Regions from separate parts of the Pan troglodytes genome. Here region 1 is linked to region 2. The links are chromatin contacts, called in public Hi-C maps. All regions are on one chromosome and are shown on one strand. The core of a region is the stretch at or near the end of the contact, and the rest is flanking DNA. Distances in the headings are between cores, read along the strand shown. Region 1 overlaps ARID1B (AT-rich interaction domain 1B). Region 2 has its middle 96 kb from the start of ARID1B.

Region 1 (6,072 bases), core at 2,277-4,776, 340 kb after region 2:
GCTTTTTAACCTTTTTAGGGGTCTTTCCTGAGACCAGACTGCATTCATCTGAAAACAAACCTGTAGTTAGGACAATCCATGAGTAAAGAAGGCCTTATATTTAGAATGTCATAGCTTCTCAGAATCTGCTTTGAAATTGAAAGTCAACATAGCTCCTTCTGCTGTGGTGCAAATGTCTAGAGCCTAAACATCTCTAAAATGGAAACTGGGCTGGGTGTGGTGGCTCATGCCTGAAATCCCAGCACTTTGGGAAGCTGAGGCAGACAGAAGGATTGCTTGAGCCCAGGAGTTGGAGACCAGCCTGGGCAACATAGTGAGACACTATCTCTACAAAAAAAAAAAAAAAAAAAAAAAAAAAAAAAAAAATTAGCTGGGCATGGTGTCATGTGCTCGTAGTCCCAGTTACTCAAGGGGCTAAGGTGGGAGGATCGCTTGAGCCCAGGAGGTTGAGGCTGCAGTGAGTCATGATCGTGCCATGGCATTCCAGCCTGGGCAACAGAGCAAGACCATGTCTCTAAATAAAAGTAAAGTAATAAGTAAAATGGAAACTGACTTTTTTTTAGTAGGAAAGAATGTCTAAACAAAAAGTAGTATGCTTTTTTTTTTTTTTTTTTGAGATACAGTCTTGCTCTGTTGCCCAGGCTGGAGTGCAGTGGTACAACCTCGGCTCACTGCAACCTCTGCTTCCCAGGTTCAAGTGATTGTTCTGCCTCAGCCTCCCAACAGCTGGGACTACAGGCATGTGCCACTACACCCAGCTAATTTTTGTATTTTTAGTAGAGACAGAGTTTCACCATATTGGCCAGGCAGGTCTCGAACTCCTGACCTCATGATCCTTCCGCCTTGCCCTCCAAAAGTGCTGGGATTACAGGCGTGAGCCACCGTGCCCGGCATAACTACTTCCTTTTTATGATAAAACTCTGCTTCCTGGAGATACTTGTCAAAAATTATTACCCATCTACATGTGAGACCTTCAGGTCTCAGGCTTACTCTTCGTTTACTAATCTGAAGTTTTGGATTTCTGGCGTATGAGAATTTCTGGTTTCCAGCACATCTCTTTCATTTCTGCTTAAATTTAGTAGCTAAATTAATCTATAGCAAACTTTTCTATGGATTTTTGCAGGTGGGAAAATATACATAAATTCACAATGGATGGACCTTGTCTTCATAGAGGTTAAAAGGAAAATAAACATATATGTGATTATATATACAACAGTAAAATTCTGTCAGTCCAGTGCAGTAGTACATAAAGTGCAGTACATTCCAACCATGGGGGGTCAGGGAAGACTTGGAAGCATGACCTCAAAGGGCAAATGTACAGGGAAAGTGAAGGGATCTGTATGAATAAAGGGCTGAAAAAAAATACGGTAGGCTCAGCACAGAAATCATGACAGGGTGCTTCATATTCCAATAATGAGTTGAGGTAAGGGGTGATATCATATGGCAGATTAGGAACAGATTCTCCAAAGCCCTTTATCCCGAGGTAAGAAGTCTAGACCCAGTTCTCTTGGTCTGAGGGATATTAAGCAGAATGACATATTCAAATCTGTTATCTGAAGAGGACACTGGGGGCACTGTGAGGGAGAATAGGTTGGAAAGAGCCTGGTGTCAAGGAAACCAGTTTCACAGTATTCTAGGCTTAGGAGGAGAGATGCGAGTCTCAATTAAGGCATTGGTAATGGGAATGGAGGCTAGTCTGTATTTCAGGAATGGTCAGATGATGTTTATAGCCAGCATCTGGTAAGTGCTGATTTCATTCTCATAACAACCATCAGAGCAGACTGTCGTCATATACATGAAGAAGCTGAGGCCCAGAGATGCTAAGAAACTTGTCTAACTTCTCCAAAGCCACTGCTTGGAGGAGTTAAATTTAGTTCTGTTTAGTGTTACCTGAGTCCATGTTTCACTTCCTATTTCTCTCTAGATTTGGAGGAAAAAGCAGTTCTGAAATTGTAAAATTTCTAGCCTGGTGGCTTTTGCTTTCATTAAGGAAGGAGGGAAGAACTTGTCCATTAAATGTTGGTACTCCTGAAGGTTCTGTTTTAGGCTCTATCGTCCTTTGTGATGCCTTTTTATGATAAAACTCAGTCATCCACGCTCACTCAACTGTCATCTCATTGCCTGCGAATCCATGTTCTTTAGTCTCCTGCAACTTGTGCCATGACCTGTATTTCCTGCTGCCAGCGGGTCACCTCCGCGGATATACCACAAGCATGTCAAATTGCCGAGGACACAACCATGCCATTCATTCTTCCCACCAAGCCAAAAGAAAATCTGGGTGTATCTGGACGACTCCTGTCTTCCCCTTCATATGCAGCCATTATGTTTCTAGAACTAGAACCATCTGAAAATCTTAAGTACTTTAGGGTTTTTTCGCCCCCTGCCTTTCTCTTTTAGCAAAGATAAATAAAGAGTGAAACAAACTGGCACAACTTGGAGGATGAAGAAGTAGCAAAAGACAAAGCTGTTAGAGGGATAGGAGAAAGTCATTTCAGGAAGGAGGGAATAGACATAACAAGCACATTTGCCTTTCAGGAAATGTTTTATTAAGGAAAATTAATAATATTTAGAAAATAAATTGGATGGAAATAAATTTTTAACATTCCTTCTGTGATGAAGAACTGACCTAAAATGTAGTTAGTTCTTTATTCTTGCTTTTTAACCTTGTAGATAACATCATTTTATGTTAGTCATTTACCCCCATACAAGTTGAGCACTCTGTAAGGGATGTAATTTAAACATGTCTCAAAACCAAAAACCAGTCCATGGGCAGATCTTTTTATTGCGATAATATATAACTACATAACTGTAAATTGGAACCTAAAAATATATATTTAATATGAAATTATTATTTTTTAATTAACCCAAACTTTAACTTTTTAATAAGGGGTTGTGTTTGAATGCTTTAGCCACTAGGCATGTGTTTTTCTTTCTGATGCTGTTGGAGCTATAAATAGTAGGTAGAACTGAATGAGATGGCATCACATAAACAACAGCCTAGCTTGGTCATTTCTCCTACTCAGATCGCGAGTCAAAATATTAAACAGTGGTGGTTTCAAACTATATGTAATTTCCTCAAAATTATGCTTCTCTAATATTTTTTCCATCGCTTTTTCCTCACCAAAGATTTGTTACCTCTCCCCTTATATAACTCTTGGTCATAACTCAATAAATTATTTTTTTAAGGAGTGGTACGTGAGTTTATGCTGTACGTGGTTTCTTTGGCTGATCTACTTGAGTCCTTAATTTTCTTACAAAAAGGAACCTGGAACTTGTGGCTAGAAACGATACATTCTTACAATATTAATGGCCGAAGGAACGTTGCTTCTTTGCAGAACTCGATAAAGAAATGAGAAATTCGGGGACCCGGAAACTTTTAGCGCTTGCCCTGAACAGCGGCCCGGAATCTCCCGCCCACCCGTCCCTGCCCGGATGCCTGCGCGGCGGCGGCGTCCTTCCCTCCTCGGCTGCGCTTTTACTCTTGGCCAGGGCCCGCTTGGGAGGGGGATTTTAGAGACAGGGTGTGAAGGACGCAGGACCGCTTTCAGGCCGCCAGCTCTCTCAGGCCTCGCTTTCCGGTCCTCACTGCGCGTCCACACCTCGCCTTGGTTTCTTTTGTTTTATTCAAGCCCCGGCCCCGCGGTACAGCGGGGAGACTCGCCCGCGCCCACGGAAGAAGCCCAACTCCTCCGAAGGGAGAACCAGTGATTCCACGGACCCCGGAATCCCCCGGGAGTGGGACCACCAGGCTCCGGGCGGAATTAACCCTGCCGCGGAGGCGCTGGCGAGGATGAGGGCGGCGAGCGCGGAGGGGACCGAGTCACACAGCAGCCCGGCGGCCTCTGCCGGCAGGCCCCGCTCGCTCCTTTCGGCCCGACCCGGGCGGGGGTTCCGGCGCCGCCCTCCCTACCCCGCACGTAGGCTCGTGGGGGCGGGGACAGGGGGACGAAAACAACCGCGTCCTCAGCCTGACTGAACAGGCTCGGACTCCTCCGACGGCGCCGCGCCGCGCACAGATGAGCCTTTGTGGGACCCCGCGGAGGGAGGCGCCGGCCGCAGCCACATTCCCTTCCGGGCGAGCGCAGGCTCCTCCTGGAGGCGGGAGGCGGCGGCCGCTCGCACAGCGTGTTTTCTAAAGTTTCTGCTGACACAGCTTCGCGTACACATGAGCCGGCGCGGCCAGACTCACGCAGGCACCGAGTGTTTCCCCTGCGCCGTCTCGCGCCGCCGCCCCCCTACCTCGCCGCGCGCCCCTAACCTCGGCGTCCCGCGTGGCGCGCCCAGCGCTTAAGGTTTTATTTTTCCCCTACTTCCTTTGGTGCATCTCTTTCCCCCTCTCAAAACCACCACCCAAACTTAAAGGCTGGATGAGTTGGAACCCGTTCGCGTAATTAAAACGAGTGGCTGACGGTGGAAAAGCCAGGAACTACAGACGAAGGACGCCAGCAGGGCCGCGGAGCCCAGGCCGCCAAGAACAGGGCGGGGAGGCGGGGCGGGGCCGCGGAAGGGGGCGAGGTGGAGGGGCGGGGCCGGCGGGAGGTGGGCGGGGCGAGGCTGGCAGGCCGCCGCCATTGGCTGTTACCCGACGCACCGAGGCTGGGCGGCTTAGCCAGGCACTTGGATTCTATTTGTGTAATAGCTGCTTCTTGGAGCCAAGTGCATGCTCATCAACCTTCCTTGCTGGGAAAACCAACTCACAGCATTTTTTTAAAAGCCGAGAAACGCCTAGGCTTGTAAAGTTTCATCTCCTGCCTGTGCTTTCCTGTTCTTAATTAAATGCTGAAGAGTCTTGTCGGGATATTACTTTTCATCCTGTCTCTGCCATGGAGACTTTGGGATCACTGGGTGGTCTCTTGGTCACTTGCAGGTGTTTTAGGTAGGATGTTGCAATCTGCAATCTAGGAACATTTGACGACTTTTTCAAATAAGCTAAACAACACATGAAACTATAGTAGATTAACCAAGACATGCATTTAATCCAACTAGTAGCAATCAGCGACGGCCACTTTGGTTTTACACTTTTTGTTCACTCTGTGGACTATATAATTTGACCATACATTCTAATTTATTGTTGATAATTCTTATGCAGATAACTTATAACTTGTTATGTGTGTATTTTTATCAGACTCAAAGCAACTTAATTTTGGAATTCTGCAAATTTAATTGATGATCCATTATAACAACGTAGGGTTAGGGTTAGGGTCAGTTTTCGGTGTTGATGTAGAGACAGAATCCAAAAGTATTTTGAAATGTTTAAGAGAAATGGCCTCGAAGAGTTCTGAATATTAACATTCTTCTGTTTGTTTTTATGCCTTGTAGTGTTTACCGCACGTGTGAATATGCATAGAAATTTTCATGTAGCAATTTCTGTGTTTGTGATCTGTATACAGATTTTATAAAAATAATAGCAGGGACATTTCTGACTTTGATCATTGTTGTTAACTGATGACATTTGCCAGTTACAGTTTTTTGTTTGTTTGTTTGTTTGTTTGTTTGTTTTGAGACGGAGTCTCGCTCTGTCGCCCGGGCGGGGCGGGAGTGCAGTGGCGCGATCTCGGCTCACTGCAAGCTCCGCCTCCCGGGTTCACGCCATTCTCCTGCCTCAGCCTCCCGAGTAGCTGGGACTACAGGCGCCCGCTACCACGCCCGGCTAATTTTTTGTGTTTTTAGTAGAGACGGGGTTTCACCGTGTTAGCCAGGATGGTCTCGATCTCCTGACCTCGTGATCCGCCCGCCTCGGCCTCCCAAAGTGCTGGGATTACAGGCGTGAGCCACCGCGCCCGGCCCAGTTACAGTTTAAATTAAGTTGAATTTATTATTTAGGTGTTTCATAAGAAGGAGTGAGTTGCATACTAGGATATACTCTTGTATTCCATATCCTCTCCTCACTCCGGCGCTTCCTAACAGGAAGAGCAAATGCATTGTGAGGATAAACACTGATTGGTTACTATCTGTAGAGCAGGATTAGCAGCTCTTTTTAGATTTTGAGCTGCAATCTCTTTTAATAGTGCTTAAATTGATGCAGGTCAGTGAATTTTGTGTTTACAGGCTTTTAACTCCCTAGCTTTGTGA
Region 2 (6,014 bases), core at 426-2,925:
GTAAAGGGTAGGACTAGAATGCAGGAGATCTGGAGGACTCCCTAAAAGGCTATTGAAAGGAAGGCTCCACCACTGCAATGAAGAAACTTTGTTTAACATGCAAAAATGTAAAAATGTAAATTGATTTCTTTCTAAAAGGCTATGCAAACAGGGTGTATATTTGTGTTTTTCTGTCAAAGAATGGGTTTAAAATACCTTTTTCCCTTTCCCACTGTAGTAGATGGATAGTCATAAAACCTTCCACCGTTTTTATCACACTGTTGATCACTTTCTCTACCTACAGGGCAATAATTTTCCACTCTGTAACCCAATCAATATGCTATCTACCACTAACTCCCCTTGCTATCCTTCTCCTCAACCTCAGTTATCAGATTTTTTTAAATTACAACTTTAAGTTTCAGACAATTTAAGTCCGTGGTATCTTTCAAGCTATTCGTTTAGTTTTTTATACATTTTTTAAGTGTCTATGTTCTTGCTGTCAACTGTTAAAAGCTGGAGAGTTTAGTTTTAAGAACTTGAGCCACAGTTCACCTTATTTGTCCCCTTGCGTCTCGCTACTGCAGCCCTAGGTGCTTTGTATAATGCATGAGTGAACCCCGCTTAGAAATAGAAATGCATTTTCAATAAGTATTTATTATGTTGTTCTGAGCATACAGCTTTAAATTTGCCCGCTGTAGCTTGAAGCATTACACAAACTGTTGGTCTGCTGACTGCCTCTCTGGCAGCAACACACAGAGAAAATAGATTGCTAAGGGTTTTTTTCCCTCCTCCTCCCCCTCTCCTCTCTCCTCTCTCTCTCTTCTCTCCTCTCTGTTTTTTCCTTTTTCTCTTTTTAAACAAGTCGTGGACATTTTTTAATCTTGTGGCATTTTTAATCAACACGTATTTCCTTCCAAGACCTATGATCCTCTATTGATTCCCATTAAAATGCTTTTCTTTTCTTTGCCCCCTCTGCTGATCGAATTTCAGATCAGCCACAGGAGATGCAACTAACCTTCCGGCACTACTGAACCCAACCGAGCGAGGGTGATCAAAAGGCTTGATGCATTCATTAAACATTCCCATCGCCCGGGCAGGAGCTCTAATGGAAGCTATCTCTCTGCATTGCAATTTTTTCCCCCTTTTTGTCTTTCCCCCCACCTCCAAAAAAATGTTTTTTGCCTTTGATCGCAAGGGGCGGGGGGAGAACATGAGAACAAAAGAGACCTATCTTTTTCCTCGGGGCTGACGTCAGTTTGATTTTACTGACAACTATTCGAGCGTGTGTAGCAGTTGGAAGCGGCCCCACGACCGCCCCACCTCCCACCTTCCACTTTTGGGAGAAAACAAGACTTTTAGCGGCTCCGGAGACGCGCCCTGAAAATGGCCCGCTCGGGCTCTGCGCTTGCTGCCCTCCCGCCTGCTCGGCAAAGGGCATTCGAGGCTTATTTGTGTGGCACGATCTTTACTGGGGCGGAAAACACGCGGCGGGGGAGGAGCGGGCACAGACGCAGCCGGGCGGGGAGAGCCAGGAATGTTCCTCCCGGCGTGGGGAGAGGAGAGGACACGGGCAGAGAAAATAGTCCCCGCCCGGCGCGGGGCGAGCGGGGTCCGGGTCCCGGGCGGCTCCGGGCGGGGCGGCGGCGCGAGGGTTCCGGCCGCGCGGAGTCGGGGCGCAGGGAGCCTCAGACGCCGCGGGCGCGCGTGCGCGGTGCGGCCCCCACGCCCCGGCCGCGGCGGCCTCGGCGGCGCCAGCCTCCGGCTCGGCTAGCGCGGCGGCGGGCGGGCCGCAAAACCTGGGCCGGAGCCGGGCGCGGAGCGGGCGGCGCCGCGGAGTTTGGGCGGCAGCGCGGCCCGGCGAGGAGCTGGAGAAGCCGGCGGCAGGGGGACGCGCACCCCGAAGAAAAGCCCCTCTCCCGCGTCCCTCACTCGCTCCTGGAGGCCGAAGAGCGGGGCTCGCGATGCCGGTGCAAGATTCCCAATCAGGCCTGGGAGGAAATGGATGCAATTAGGGCACATCCCCGTCCCGCAGTTGCCAGGAGCCTGAAGATCTATGACCGACTTAAGCCATTTCTGGAAAAGTCATATTTTCCAGGCTTTCGTGAAATACTCATTGCTCCTATTCTAAATCTGGAGGCGAATGTGCATCTATTTCAGGGGGAATGAAAGATGTGAAAAGTAGACTGGGCTCCGGCAAATGTGGGTAATGGGACTGGACCTGCGCCTGGGGTCCGCCCACCCGTCATCTCCCGGGAGGCCCCCGACGTGTGCCATTAAGCATAAGGCGCGTTAAGCGCTGCCACAAAGTCCCGAAAAGGCGAATTAAAAAGGATCACTTCTCCCTCAGGATCTTGATTTTTCCTAAGGGAAAGCGTTCCTTAAAAAAAAGCCAGCGAGCGCTGGCGTGGCCCTGTCATTATCTTGGCGTCTCTGCTGACCTCCATTTCAGCCTGGACTACACTGGGTTCCAGTTCTGTTTTCCTATTTCCCCGGACTCCTAGAGGGTGGATACCAAGGCTAATTGTTGTCTGTTCTGCCCCAGCCCTCCAGGGTACACCATAGGTGCTCAGTAGATGACTCCTGAGTATACACTGGAAGTGATAGTAAAATGCTACCAAGCACAGAGGAAAGAACAGTTAAAGGGTCAGACGGTGCTTTGTGAAAGGCCAGGCATTTGAGCTGGATTCTGAAGACCAACTCTAGATGACAGTAAAGGCCACTCCAGGTTGAGGGAACAACATGAGCAAAGCAGGGAACCTACAATGAGTAGGAAAGTGATGAATCTGCATAGGGGGTTTACTCAGGGGGCATAGAAAAGGAAGCCAGGAAGCCACTGAATACCTTGCCACACAGGTAACAGCCAGGAAAAGCACAAAACATGCTGTTCAGTGGTTCTGGAATATGGGCATGCAAATATATAATAAAATAAGCAATGTGGATATACAAAAACAAAAGTAAAAAGAAAAACAGGACAGTTTATTGGGGAATTTCAGAAAAAGTACATGAAACAAAAAAGAAATGTCAAGGAAAATCCCTGGCCTGAAACTCCGAGAACAAAACATTTAATACCATTTGTGGGGGGTCTTTATGAAAGAGGGAGAAAGAAAAGAGGTAACAAAGAGGAACTAGTGTTTTGATTAAAGATCTTTGACCATAACAATGCGAAAGCATAAGGTCTCTTATCATAAGAGACCTGTGTCTTATCCTGTATCATAAGACACAGGAGATTTTAGACATCACTGTTAAGAAAGAGCTGGAACTCAGAATTAACAAGAGAAGAGGGAGAGATTAAACAGAAGATAAATGTGGATCATCAAGGAATTTTAAATTGTAGCACAGTCACTCAATAGAGTATTATGCAGTCATTAAAACTGCAGTGTATTTATTGGAAGGATGTTCACAATCTATTGTTATGTGAAGAAACAAGTTACAGATGAGCAGATCTGGAGGGACATACTTAAAATGTTAGCAGCGGCTCTCTCTTCATGTTTTGATTGTTAGTGATTTTTCACTTTCCCCTTCATGCCTGTATTACCTGAATTTTTACAATGAGCAATTAATAAAACAATAAATGAATGAACACAAGATTAAGCAAAGTTTTAATCTTGTGAAAATGTATGTGAGTTTTCTGTTGTGAAACTGAAATGATGTCTGTGGCATTGGAAATCCTCAAGGCAAAGAAGGAAAGAAGAGAGCCTCCCGAGTCATACTAATCAGAGGCCTGCACACGTGCTATTTGTTACTCTCTGTACCATCTGGCTCAAGCTACTTCAAGACCTGTCTGGGCCTCAGCAACTTGATCTCGAAATGAAGGGAATATTAGCATCTACCTAACAAGTGGCTGTGAAGACCAGAAATTATATCTGTAAAACGCTTAGTGCTCAGACCCCACGAGGCGCCCAGGGCTCCGTGAGTGGTAGCTCTCATAGGAGCAAAGAGCATAGGCTTTAGAAAATGCCTTTCTTCTGGGATCCTTCCTTTACCACTGTGGTGGTCATTAGAGCTGTCTGCAAAAATTCCTCCTCTCCCTTTGAGATAATAAGAGTGTACTTCCTTGGCCCTCTGAAGTTACAGGTACCATGTGACAGCCTCTGGCCAACAAAATAAACAGAAGTAACATGTGCCAGCATTGAGCACTTTGCCGTCTTCTCCTTTTCCACTTGCATGACAACCAGCAGTGTCCTGGTAGTGTCTGCCGAGGTCCTAGATGGAGGAAGAAGCCTCCAGAGACCTTGGTAGACATTTAGCAGGAGGGAGGAATAAATCTTTGATATTGTAAGCCACTAAGATTTGGGAGCTCTTTGTTATCAAAGCTCAGTTTAAGTCATCCTGACTGACACAGCTACTTACTAGTTTCGTGACCTTGAGAAAGTGACCTACCTGCTCCAGTTTGCCATCTCTTCCCCTGAAAATCTAGGTGTTAGCATTCCTACTCCATAGGGTTGGAGGGCAAAATGAGCTCCATATCCAAAGTGCTTGGCACATCCTGGCACCTGTTAAGTATACATGGAATGACAGGAACTGTTACCATTTAACACGCTGGCTTCTCTCCCCATCTCTTAAATGGGAGCAGGTGTCAATGCCGAGGGGATCATCTGATGCTTCCATCTTGTCTTCCTACCATTGGATTTGCTTTATGGCAGCCATATGAATGGAGATATTCCTTTGAATAAGAGATGGCAGTGGCAATGTAGGTAAGAAAACTCATTCAGACATTATTTACCATGTCCTTTTCATCCTTGGAAGAAATTCCAAATGTTCATGTCCTAGCAGCTAGAGTCAGCAGCCACATGACCAGTAGGACAGGTCTCTACCACGATGGCCAAGGGAGTCCTCTGGAGAACTAAGAACACCAGAAGGTTCCAGTGACCCTCAGGGTCACACAGAGAACATGAATGAGATTTAGAGAGATGGCTATAAGGATGGTGACCACCAGTTTCTTCTAGAATAAACCAGTTTTCTTATCCTCTCTGGGTCATAAAAATGCAAGTGGTATTGAATGTGTTTGTGTGTGTGTGTGTGTGTGTGAATGACAGTTGTGTGGCAGGTTGTTCTGATGCTCTGTGGACTCCCCTGCTTGGGGAGTGGAGAGCATGTGGCCATTTAAAAAAAAAATCTGGTTTTCAGGGCATAGGAAATCTTTGTATCCATTACTACCTAATCAGGAAGGCTTGCAATTCTGACAGCAAATGAACAGTCCTCTGAGGGTGCTTGGGCATGAGGACAGACACCTCAGAGAATCCAGGAGTGCAATGCATGGCTCCTCTCCCCAGTGGGGCTCAGCAGGGGGTATTGTCACACCTTCCCAATTTGGAGAGGGATATAAGCCCAAGGAAATTCTCAGGCAATGCACAATGGAGTCTCTGTTACCTGGATTTCAGTTACTAAAGCCTCATGTGAAGTGAAGCACTGAGAAAACCTCTCCACTACCTCTGAGAAAGAGTAGCATGCAACAGTGAGTAATGAGGAGCCATAGCTTTACATTTCAGGACACTTTCTAGTTAACCAAGTGTCTTCACATGCATTGACTCATTTCATCCTGACAATGAAAGGATCAGTCACATAACAGAGAAGTTTTGCCCCACTGTGCCTCTACTTGACTCGCTGGAAATCGTTAGTCTTTCTAGACTTTTAAGCCCTCCACCACTACAGAAGACAGCGGAAAAGCAGAGGAAAGACAGGGAGTTAGTTCAGGGACTTGGCAGCCCCTCTCAAATGAAGATCATTAAGCAGTGGGCACATAATTTGACTATGACATGGGCATTCGACTTGTGTTTCTGTCACAACCAACACACAGCTGCCTCCCCCTTTCTAGCTCCATTGCACGGATCCATGCTCGGAGAGCCACACCCCTGGATTGCTCCTGCCCCAGCTCTGCACACACCCACCCATCCTCTACATTGCAGCCCGACTCATCTTCCTAAGCACCATTCTCATCGTGGCAGTGCTCATGAAACGCTTTCTAGTGCCTAAGTACAAGCTCCTAGGCCCATCGTTGATGGACCCCTGAAGACTGGTCCCACCCTACCAATTCC

Evidence for each region. Hi-C and Micro-C count contacts between places; a contact is called where the count stands out from the background.
Region 1: a Hi-C map of stem cell-derived neural progenitor cells shows a contact between it and region 2, with 4 times the contacts expected there. The contact joins two enhancer-like sites. A contact is called at or near these places in 1 of 7 Hi-C or Micro-C datasets (stem cell-derived neural progenitor cells) and 1 of 1 datasets of contacts at active chromatin or transcription factors (stem cell-derived excitatory neurons).

What each region holds. Positions count from the first base shown.
Region 1 is chr5:168,987,730-168,993,801 of NHGRI_mPanTro3-v2.0_pri, forward strand. The region is part of intron 4 of ARID1B (AT-rich interaction domain 1B); the gene reads left to right. Among named protein-coding and RNA genes, the nearest start is that of ARID1B, 240 kb to the left of the region's middle. Within about 2 kb of position 3,527, at least 23 of the 24 cell types and tissues checked have an H3K27ac peak or open chromatin away from gene starts, as enhancers often do. A contact at or near this core is called in stem cell-derived excitatory neurons and stem cell-derived neural progenitor cells, where this site is marked.
Region 2 is chr5:168,646,671-168,652,684 of NHGRI_mPanTro3-v2.0_pri, forward strand. No RefSeq gene overlaps it. Among named protein-coding and RNA genes, the nearest start is that of ARID1B, 96 kb to the right of the region's middle. Within about 2 kb of position 1,676, at least 24 of the 24 cell types and tissues checked have an H3K27ac peak or open chromatin away from gene starts, as enhancers often do. A contact at or near this core is called in stem cell-derived excitatory neurons and stem cell-derived neural progenitor cells, where this site is marked.